Linked DNA regions of Anas platyrhynchos: region 1 is linked to region 2. A link is a contact called in public Hi-C data. All regions are on one chromosome and are shown on one strand. The core of a region is the stretch at or near the end of the contact, and the rest is flanking DNA. Distances in the headings are between cores, read along the strand shown.

Region 1 (4,451 bases), core at 1,779-4,278, 54 kb before region 2:
GAGCAAACAAATTGACCTGATCCGGACCCTGTGACACCGTAAATGCAGAACGAATACAAATGGATCCTCTGCGATCCTCCACCTGTTACATCCCTATGGCAAACGCAACGTTTACCTGGAAAATCATACGGGGTTAACATGTCCTCCTGTCAGGCCAGGGGCATTTTGCTACCACACAGCCACCCCGTGTGCCTGCTGGAGCCAGCAGCAAAGCGATGCCCGGCAGCCTCTCAGGTCTGGCTCGCTGCTGGCCCTCAGGGGCATGGCCCCAGCCCCTGGATAACCAGGAACCAGCCTGGTTATGAGGTGGGAGAGATAAGAAGGGGTCTCACAGTCCCCTGTGTGGAGAAGCTCCCCGTGATGTGGCTGCCAGGCCAGCCCCAGCAGCTGCCACTTGCCTTGACTCAGGCGTGGAGGATCGGCGTTGCCGGCCAGAGTTCATCTGATCTGTCCTTAGCCACCAGCGATGATGTCGGGTGTCACAATCACCAAGGCAACCTGTTGACAAACACTGAGGCTGGAAGTCCTCAAAAAACAAACAAACAAAAAAACATTACTAATGACTTAATATTCTTATGTCTTTTATTCCGCTTTTATTTTTCAGAAGTAAGTCTTTTTCACATTCTTCAGTTCTGCAGTCTAATAAAGGAATCAAAGCCTTCCTCAAATGAATATTACATGGTTGAGGCCTTGATCCCATGACCCCTTAAATGAATGGATCAAGCTTTGAACTAACTTGCACAAAGAAGAAATGCTATATAAAATCACATGTAAACAAAATCATTTGCCACTCATTCACATCTCCTGGAAAAAAAAAAAAAAAAGAAAAAAAAGTTAAAATCTAGATAGAGCAGAAACTCCCCTTCATGCTACTCAAAACATTTCTAAAGCTGTTTAGCAATTACTGAATATGTAACTCAAGTTAGTTATGATAAAAAACATTGGCAGCATTTTTTATCTTCATTCTTTATCCCACGCTTTAAATGATTTACAGTAGTTCAAATCTGCCTCTGCATTTTTCTCTAGGAAAACACATCTTTGCCCAAATCTCCCAGTTTTAATAAAAAACACCTCAAGAAACATGTAGAGAGATATCAATGTAATATTTTGTATGAAAACTACACTCCACTAAATTAAAAAGCAAAAGTTATTCTTCTCACACGCTTACATCAGTCTTTGTAGATCCAAGTAAGCTTTTCTTATTCTTTCTTAAAGCCTTACAGGCTGAATTTATGGCACAATGCAAACGTATTTGTCTGCTTACTGATTTTCAGAGCTCTTGAACACAAGATCTATGAAATGGAAACGCTTTATCATCTACACAATCATGTCCATTGCATCTGTTACTGTGGCATGTGAGAGATCACTGCTGTCCAGGATGGACCAAACATTTCAGCACAAGAAATCAGATGTCTCTTTTGGGCCAGCTCCTTACAAACCACACAGGATTGCGTTTCATGGACCAAAGTGTTTGCATTTGTCTTGGAGCAGTGGGGACTGTGAGGCCCTTGAGCTCTGACTTTGCCTTTTGAGGCTCAACTTAGCAGGTTAGACGGGCTCATACCATGGGATGGATTTGCCCTTGCTCTACCTGTTAGTTTTCCTTCTCTCTCTCCAATTTAGGCCATGCTCACCACTCCCTTATTTGTGCTGCTTTCTTCAAAAACAGGGTGCACATGTACAGAGAGACCCTGTACTTTGCATTACGTGAGCAAAGTCAAGATGAGAACAGCACAGGTAGGGGATTGCTGATCAGGCAAGAGCACGGCTGACCTGTGATGTGATACAAGAACGCCCAGGACTAGGTAGGACACGTCATCCACTGCTTCTCTGCCTCCCTGGGGTATTTATAGTTTACACGTCACCGCTGTGCATAAGTACTGCTGTAAAATCTAGCTGTTTGCAATTATTTGCTACTTTTTTTTTTTTTTTTCCCTCTAGGTAGGTTCACTAAATGAGTATCTCCCAACAGTGTAAGTTAAGCAATACAGGCTACAGTTTGTGAAATGACTTACCATTAAATATCTCGAGCTGCCGAAGGCAGAGAACACACAGATATCTCATGTTGAGCATTCCCATAATGTATTTTACCATAAAGCTTGTCATTGAACAAACATAACGTTCAAATATTACAGCTAAAATTAAATATAAGGGAAGCAATTTGTGTTTGTTAAGATATGCTATTATTTTTTTTCCAACAAAATGGCTGTTCTCTTAACTGTTTTCTGGAATGTGTGCTGTAACTGCAGATATAAGAAACATTATTCTGCTTTTTTTCTGGTTTACAATAAAAGAAGTCCCAAAAGATCTGTTAGCTTTTCTTTACTGAAAAGTACCCCAAATGATTAATTTTTCACCACATAAATGAGAAGTCTTTTTTTTTTTTTTTTTTTCCTATTTTTACTGGAAAGCCACTTGGATATTTAGAAAACTGGAAAGGAAATTTGTGTTGTAAAGTAGGAGTTTTTTGAATATTTCATGTTTGTCAAATCCTTGAGTTAAATGCACACTAGCAAAAACAGTTTATTTTTTAAAGCAAAAAAAAAAATCTTATCACATATTCCCTAACTACAGATGTTAATTTCTCTTGATGATGCTCTCAGTTTGTCATCACAGTGATGACTAAAAACCAAGCAGGTCAAGAACACAAAACGTAATTCTATCCGTAATATGTTGTTGTTGTTGTTTTCCTCAAAAGTGTTGCTTTTCATTCCACACAGAACACTGAAAGAGAAAATCCCACAGATTACACCTCCATTCAGCTTCAATTTAGCCAAACAAGGGCAAAAAGGTGGGCTGATACGTTTAATAGTAGATTTGTAAGTGTGATGTTTGAAGCTGGAAGAAGTGGGGAGCGGAGCTTGTCAGAAGCGGGGAGTGGAGGCAGATTTTGTCTCTGGGCTGCATCTCTGTGAGCCCAGAGGTGTCACAGAAAGAGTGCATTCCTTAAGTGCAAGGAATGGCAATTACCAAAACGAAAAATTTGTCATAATAAGCTTGCAATTGATGTTAGCGCCGCCCCGCTCATGGCGGCCTCGCCCCCTTCAGGAGGAGGCGCGGCGGGGAGCGGCCGCTGCCCCGCCATGGCCGCCGCGGGCGCCTGGGCCGGTGCCCGATGTACCTGAAGCGGCCGGCGGGCGGGCTGGCTTTTTGCCTCTTCTACCTGGCGTCCTGCTTCACCAACAAGGTGAGCTGCTCCGCAAGGGGAGCCCGGAGTAGACCGGGGAGGCGGCGGAGGCTGAAGCCGGGGCCCCGGGACACGTGGCGGCTGGCGGCCCGGCTCCCGGCCCCTTCGCCTCACGAAATGGGGGGCGAGGGGGTGGTAGCCGGGAACCCCGCTAAGTAGAGGTAGATCGGGGTCCAGAGGTGAAGCAGAGCTCCTAGGAGGAGATGTTGCTCCTACCGAATCTGCTGAAGGAGGGGTGTTGGCTGGGGAAGCAGAAAGGGGCTGCAGCAGCTGCCGGGCTGCCTCCTGTGTTGGAAAAGATGCTTGGCTTAACTCAGAGGAAGCTGGAAGAGCTTTGATGTAGGGCCTCTGTTTTCAAACTTTTGAGTAGGTTTTAACATAATGAGGCTGAAGATAATCAGAATATACACCTTCCATTTTCCCCAGATGACATATAAATGGAAGTGGGGGTATGGACTTGCACAGTTACACCCTCCCGATTTAAAAACCAATTGCTACTTCTGACAAATCTGTGCCTAACACAACCCCTTGTGAGCCAGCGTGCCTTATCTCAGTGTGTATTGATGCCAGTTTCTCAGTAACACGCTGCCACCACCTCTAAAAGTCATTTTGCCAAGTGCTCAGTGCGGTTTTGTCTCTGCTGAAAGCTTTTGGCATCTCGTGTTCATTGACAGCTGCTGCTGGCTCCTGGAGGGAATGGCAGGTCCCTTTCCTTTCTACTGAGGAAGCTCCAGTCGTTCTTCTCCTGTGCACAGATAGCGTCCGTGTTCTTTATCACAGGTAGTTGTTAGATCCTGGTTTATGTATGGAAAGGCCAATGCATTTCTGTCTCATAGATGCATATGTATGTGGGGAAAAAACGTGAACATCCATACGCAGGGACCCTAACAAAGCATGCTAAAGCAAAGACACAAAGCCTACTTCCATATCTGTGCAGTGTATTACATCTCCGATGGGCTTTATGGACTACTTCATGTTTTACACAAAACTGGGTGAGCAGCGTTAGGTACAGATGGATTAATCATCAGGAGAAAATTATCTCAAAGTTAGCGGTCTTAATCCTGCCAAAGCTTGCCTCTGTGGTATGATATGATTTTAATGGACAAGTCCTTGTATCTTTTTGTTCCTGTACGTCCTTTTCCCGTTCAGTGCAAAGTGTGCCGTGTGCTCAGCAAGTAAAAGAGCAACTCGGTAGGCATCCTTCTCTCCAGTGTTCAGTGTGTCTGCTCTGTGCCTCACGAACTTCAGTGTCTACTACCTTCCA
Region 2 (4,602 bases), core at 717-3,216:
TGCACTCGTTTCTGCGCCCTGTCTTCAGCATGGGCGCTCCGTGGGCTGGTTGTTGATGATGAGGAAGAAGAACAGACCACGTGGGGATTGACACCGATGGCCGTAGCCTCAAGACCTGATGGGCTGTAACCAAAGGAAATAAATCTCGAGAGCCTTACACAACGCAAGCCCGCGTGGCTCAGCCGTGTCGCAGTGCTGCGAACAGGCACGTCCTATGGGCGAGTCGCTTGCTGCAGCCTCTCAGATGGAAAAAGCCTTGTCTGTATCGTTTTCTGTCAGCTTAAAGCAAACAAACAAAGCCATAAACCAAACCCTCTGCGGTTCTGAGACCTGCAGAGAGAAGTGGTCTGCTTCAGCAGGGCAGGCGCTGCGCTGCAGGGCAGTGCCACTGGAAGCGGTGATGGGGGAACCCTCATCCTCCCGATACAGAAATGGGTGGAAAAGCTAGAAAGCTACTGCCCCTTCCCTTCCAAATCTCTCGTGTGTTTTTTATTTTTCTCGTTTACGAAAACGGGGCACAGGGGCGCCACTTCTGGTTCAAAGTCTCTCTTGTGTTTTTTTTTTTAATTTTTCTTGTTTATGGAAATGTGACACAAGGGCACCGTTTCTGGCTCAAAGTCCTCTTTGAAATCACGGAAAGTTGATTTTAGAGGAGCGAACGCAGGGGACAGCAGCGGGGGTGTTGCTGCGTAACCTCTGGCTCCCAGCATCTGGGGCCGTAAGCGCGACTGCCGGGGAAACGCTGCGACTTTCCTCAACAAGAGGAAACGCCAGCCTGTCACGACGTGATTCAATAAACCACTGCAAGTTAATAAACCACGGCGCCTCCTAAAATGATGCACGTTGAATCTGCTTCCCAGTCGGTCACGATACACCCTTCACCTCCTGCAGCTGTCAGGCTCCAAGCAGTGCCAGGAAATGGACAGCACCAGCTGCCCTTCCCCGTAGCCCTTTCATCCAAAGGTGAAGACTGTAAAGGTTTATGGCTTTTAGGGGAAAAAAAGAGAAGGAAATGCACTCTCAAAGAGCCTCTGGTGTCTTTTCTGTTGGTCTCCTTCCCCGAGAGACTTTGTGAAATCTCTTCACGATGATTTCTTTCGTGAGCTGGCAGTGTGGCTGTCTCACCTCAATAGCAGGGTCCAAAGTACTCCGAAATATTTCTGACCGCTCCAAAAGCACGCCCCTGCTATAGGATTCTGACGTCATTTTCCAGGTGATGGTTTAAAGACAAACAGTAGAGTGAGCCCATGGCATGCATGGGATTTCAGTGGTAACATTCTCTAAAGTTTTGGAGTTTGGGGGTGTTTTTCCCTTTTCCCTTTCCTTCATACTGGTTTCCTCTCTTCCTATTTCCTATGGTAGCCTCATGTAAATCAATATAGTTACAGTTACACTAAAAATAAATATTTTTTTAAATTTTCTGGCTCATTGCTACCCAGTTAACTGGAAAAAGAAATATATGAGGATAATACAAAATCAATCAGTTGCTTTAAGAGCAGGAATTCTGCCTTCTTTGCCAGCTGTTTATTCACCTTTTTTTCCCCATTAAAGATCCCCTTGGTAGGATCTGAGATCATTTGCACTTTGAGAAGTCCATTTGCTGATTTTCTGGATGCAGCCCCGGGGTTTCCAGGGCACCCAGGTGCCTCGATGGGCTCCCCCAGTGTCTGCAAGGCCTTCAGCACGGGTTGCTGCTACGACTTCTTCCCTCTGCTCAGCTGTTTAGTTCAATGAGACCACAGGATGATATCGCTGGGACTCCTGCCACCTTCTGCTGAGAACAAAAGCAGTGGGGATGCCTGTGTGTCATCAGGTATGTCTCAGATCTTCAAGAAATTAAGGAGAGGGAGAATAACTTGGATGGTTAGCGAACGGAATGACACAGTGAGAGCTGGCCTCTCCTACACCTTCAAAAGATTAGCTCAGCAAAGTGCCTGACCTTCCCGCTGGTAAGGAACATTTCAGCTTCTCATCCTTGTGGCCTTGCAGGCTTTCATGCTGCCCTCCTTTATCTTTCCAGCTAAGGATCTGCTCTGGGTCACAGACTGCCATTTCTTTAACATTCGTCCACAATAATCGCGTTGCCGCCATCGATTAAATTCACCAGATATTTTTCTTCCTGGCCTCCCGCAGCTTTAATCTGAAACTTTCCATTTTCCTGTCCATGGACACCATCGCAGCCTGAACAGAGTCCAACTTTCCACTAATGGACGCAGCAGGCTTTTAAAATAAATCAGGCAGAGGGTGGGGACTGCAGCTCCGGATGCCGCGTACGAAGGAGTCAGCCAGCCCCAGCTCCCTGCACCGCACCAACATCTACCTGCTTATCCATGGGTTTATTCAAATAAGACAAGGTGAACCAAAAGGAAAAAATTAAAAAAAAGAGCACCTTACAGTCCTGGTCTCGTCTTTGTGGGAATTGTAATCTTTACCCACAGAAATACGCCAGCTCCTAGTTGGCTTCCAGTCTGCGCTCCTCACCAGAGAAAGGTGTTTCAGGATGGCTGGGAGGATGCTCCTCCAGGAGAAGGCCTTAAATATTGAGCTCTCAGAAGCCCTCTGGATGCAGCTCTTCAATGATGTGCATCTGAAAGATGTATATTTAAATGGCTTGCTTTTGCTTGAATTGGTCTAGTTTTGGCTAGAAAACTGCTCACACCAGAAGAGAGGTTGCAAAAAAAAACTACTGATGTTTAGAAATGTGCTGGACTTTGTCCATCTGAAATGAGTGCTTTAATGGTTCTTTAAGATGCTTGTGGTCTACAAAGAGCTACGGAGCAGTTAGTTTGTGGGCTGCATCACGGGAGGTCAGGGCATAGAGCTGGAGGTCTGTACCACCAGCTCCCTTTCGGCCTAGAAAGCAGAAGGTAGGTTGCTGGCGGTCGTAGTTCAGCCGTGCTTCAGTACCCTCTTAGGAAGGAGATTGCCTTTTTTAAGAGGAAATGAATGATGATAGTGCGTGGGTAGTCACTGTTTCAGTTCTCCTTTCTTTAGGTGGGCATGTTTTCAACACGCCTCGGTTCTCCCTCTTCCTCTAGGGATGCTCACGTGGACAAATGTGGCGATGGCCCCTTCCACCCCTTCTCTCCAGACCTTTCCCAACGAAAAACCCTGCTCGTGGCAGGTTGATCACACGGAGCTGACTGCCTCGCAGGCTGTGCTCTCACCCACAGAAGTGAGGGGACGTGAGGAAGGTGCCTGGGGTTCAGCCCTTCAGCTGGAGGCATCGCTCTGCAGAGACCCCGCTGGGAAGCGGGGCAGGACGAGGAGGCAGCAGGCTCCCGACGGGTAATCCAGCTTGGATGGCAACAACTCAGTCATTTTTGTCATCCCATTCTGAGTGGGATGAGAGCAGTTTAGAAATAAAAGCCTTTTATCTGGCTTTTTAAAACTTTGTAGATACTGTGTTACTACATTTTTTGTTGTTGTTGACTTTTTTTTTTTTTTTTTTTAATCTTTTTAAACTAAAAATACAGTCGGGCTTCTTTGTTTGCCAGCAGAAAATATCAACAGAAACCACAGACTCCCATTGTTTTCTGCAGATTTGTAACTTTGTGACCCATTCCTTCCTCCCTCGAGCTGTTTCAGACCCACTCAGCCCTGCAGTTTTCCTACATCTGTTCTCGGTGCTTTATCTCCTCTCCCCATCCCAAGCAGCTGCTTCTTCGAGACAACGCTGAGAATCTCCTGAACCAACGAGCAGGATCCGTTCCTGGTAAACCCCTCTGTGATCACACGGGACTTGTCAGTGACTTGTAAATAAACCAGGCTGCGTTTTCTCCCCTTCTGCCTCTTCACCCGCACTCTCTCCCAGTCAACCCCAAACGAAAACCCTCTGGGAAGCAGTGGGGAGCAGGTAAACTCGTGATTCTTGGCTGTGTGTGGTGGGATGGAAGGGCGAGTAGGTTATGGAGTACAAAGGCTGTCTCAGGGATGCAAGTGAATTAAAAATGAGTGCGTTTAAGCCTAATGTCAGTGGATCTGAAGGCCTGGCTTGCCCAGCTTCTCCCTTGATAGCAGCACCCACCGATGACAGTGAAGGCAACACTTCACTGGGCTCGGAGGCTTTTCTTTTAACTCTGAATAATCTCTGCGTGCTGTTTACTGATCCTCTGGGTGGGCGTTTGCTGCCAGTTTATCCACGATGCAATCTGGAGAGCGTGCCAAAGAAGGTAGGAGAGTCAAAGGAATGGGAGAGACACAGAGCAAGGGGCATGGAGAAGCTGGCAGCAACAAGGGCTTCAAGGGAAAGGCGACAGCTTAGTGTGACTGGCAGCTCTCCACACGAGGGAAGAGAGTCGCTTGGGTGTTTTCCTCTCACATTTCATGGTTTTGCTGCTTTAGAGGACTGTTTTCTTCTCGTGTCTCCGCTCTCCTTTTAGCATCTCATCTAACCGATTACCTGAACGTTGTCGAGAATATCCTCTGCTGCTGAGGAGCCGCTGAGCCCATAGCCCCCATGGGGGAAGGTTTCACTTTCAATTAGGTGAAATGCTGACAGGATTTCAAAAAGTTACCAACTAGTCACAAGTTAGACTGAATCCAAAGGCTCCTCATGGTTTGAGGAGCCAAGTCCTGGAGCTGCTGTCCGCGCGGCCTAGC

Evidence for each region. Hi-C and Micro-C count contacts between places; a contact is called where the count stands out from the background.
Region 1: a contact with region 2 is called in a Hi-C map of skeletal muscle, with 2.5 times the contacts expected there. The contact joins the promoter of TMEM241 here to the enhancer-like site in region 2. A contact is called at or near these places in 2 of 8 Hi-C or Micro-C datasets (liver and skeletal muscle).

What each region holds. Positions count from the first base shown.
Region 1 is chr2:54,987,218-54,991,668 of IASCAAS_PekinDuck_T2T, reverse strand. TMEM241 (transmembrane protein 241) reads left to right here and starts at 3,028. Exons shown (of 15, transcript XM_072034791.1): 1 at 3,028-3,187. The coding sequence starts at 3,116.
Region 2 is chr2:54,932,400-54,937,001 of IASCAAS_PekinDuck_T2T, reverse strand. No RefSeq gene overlaps it. Among named protein-coding and RNA genes, the nearest start is that of TMEM241, 54 kb to the left of the region's middle. Within about 2 kb of position 1,966, at least 1 of the 8 cell types and tissues checked has an H3K27ac peak or open chromatin away from gene starts, as enhancers often do.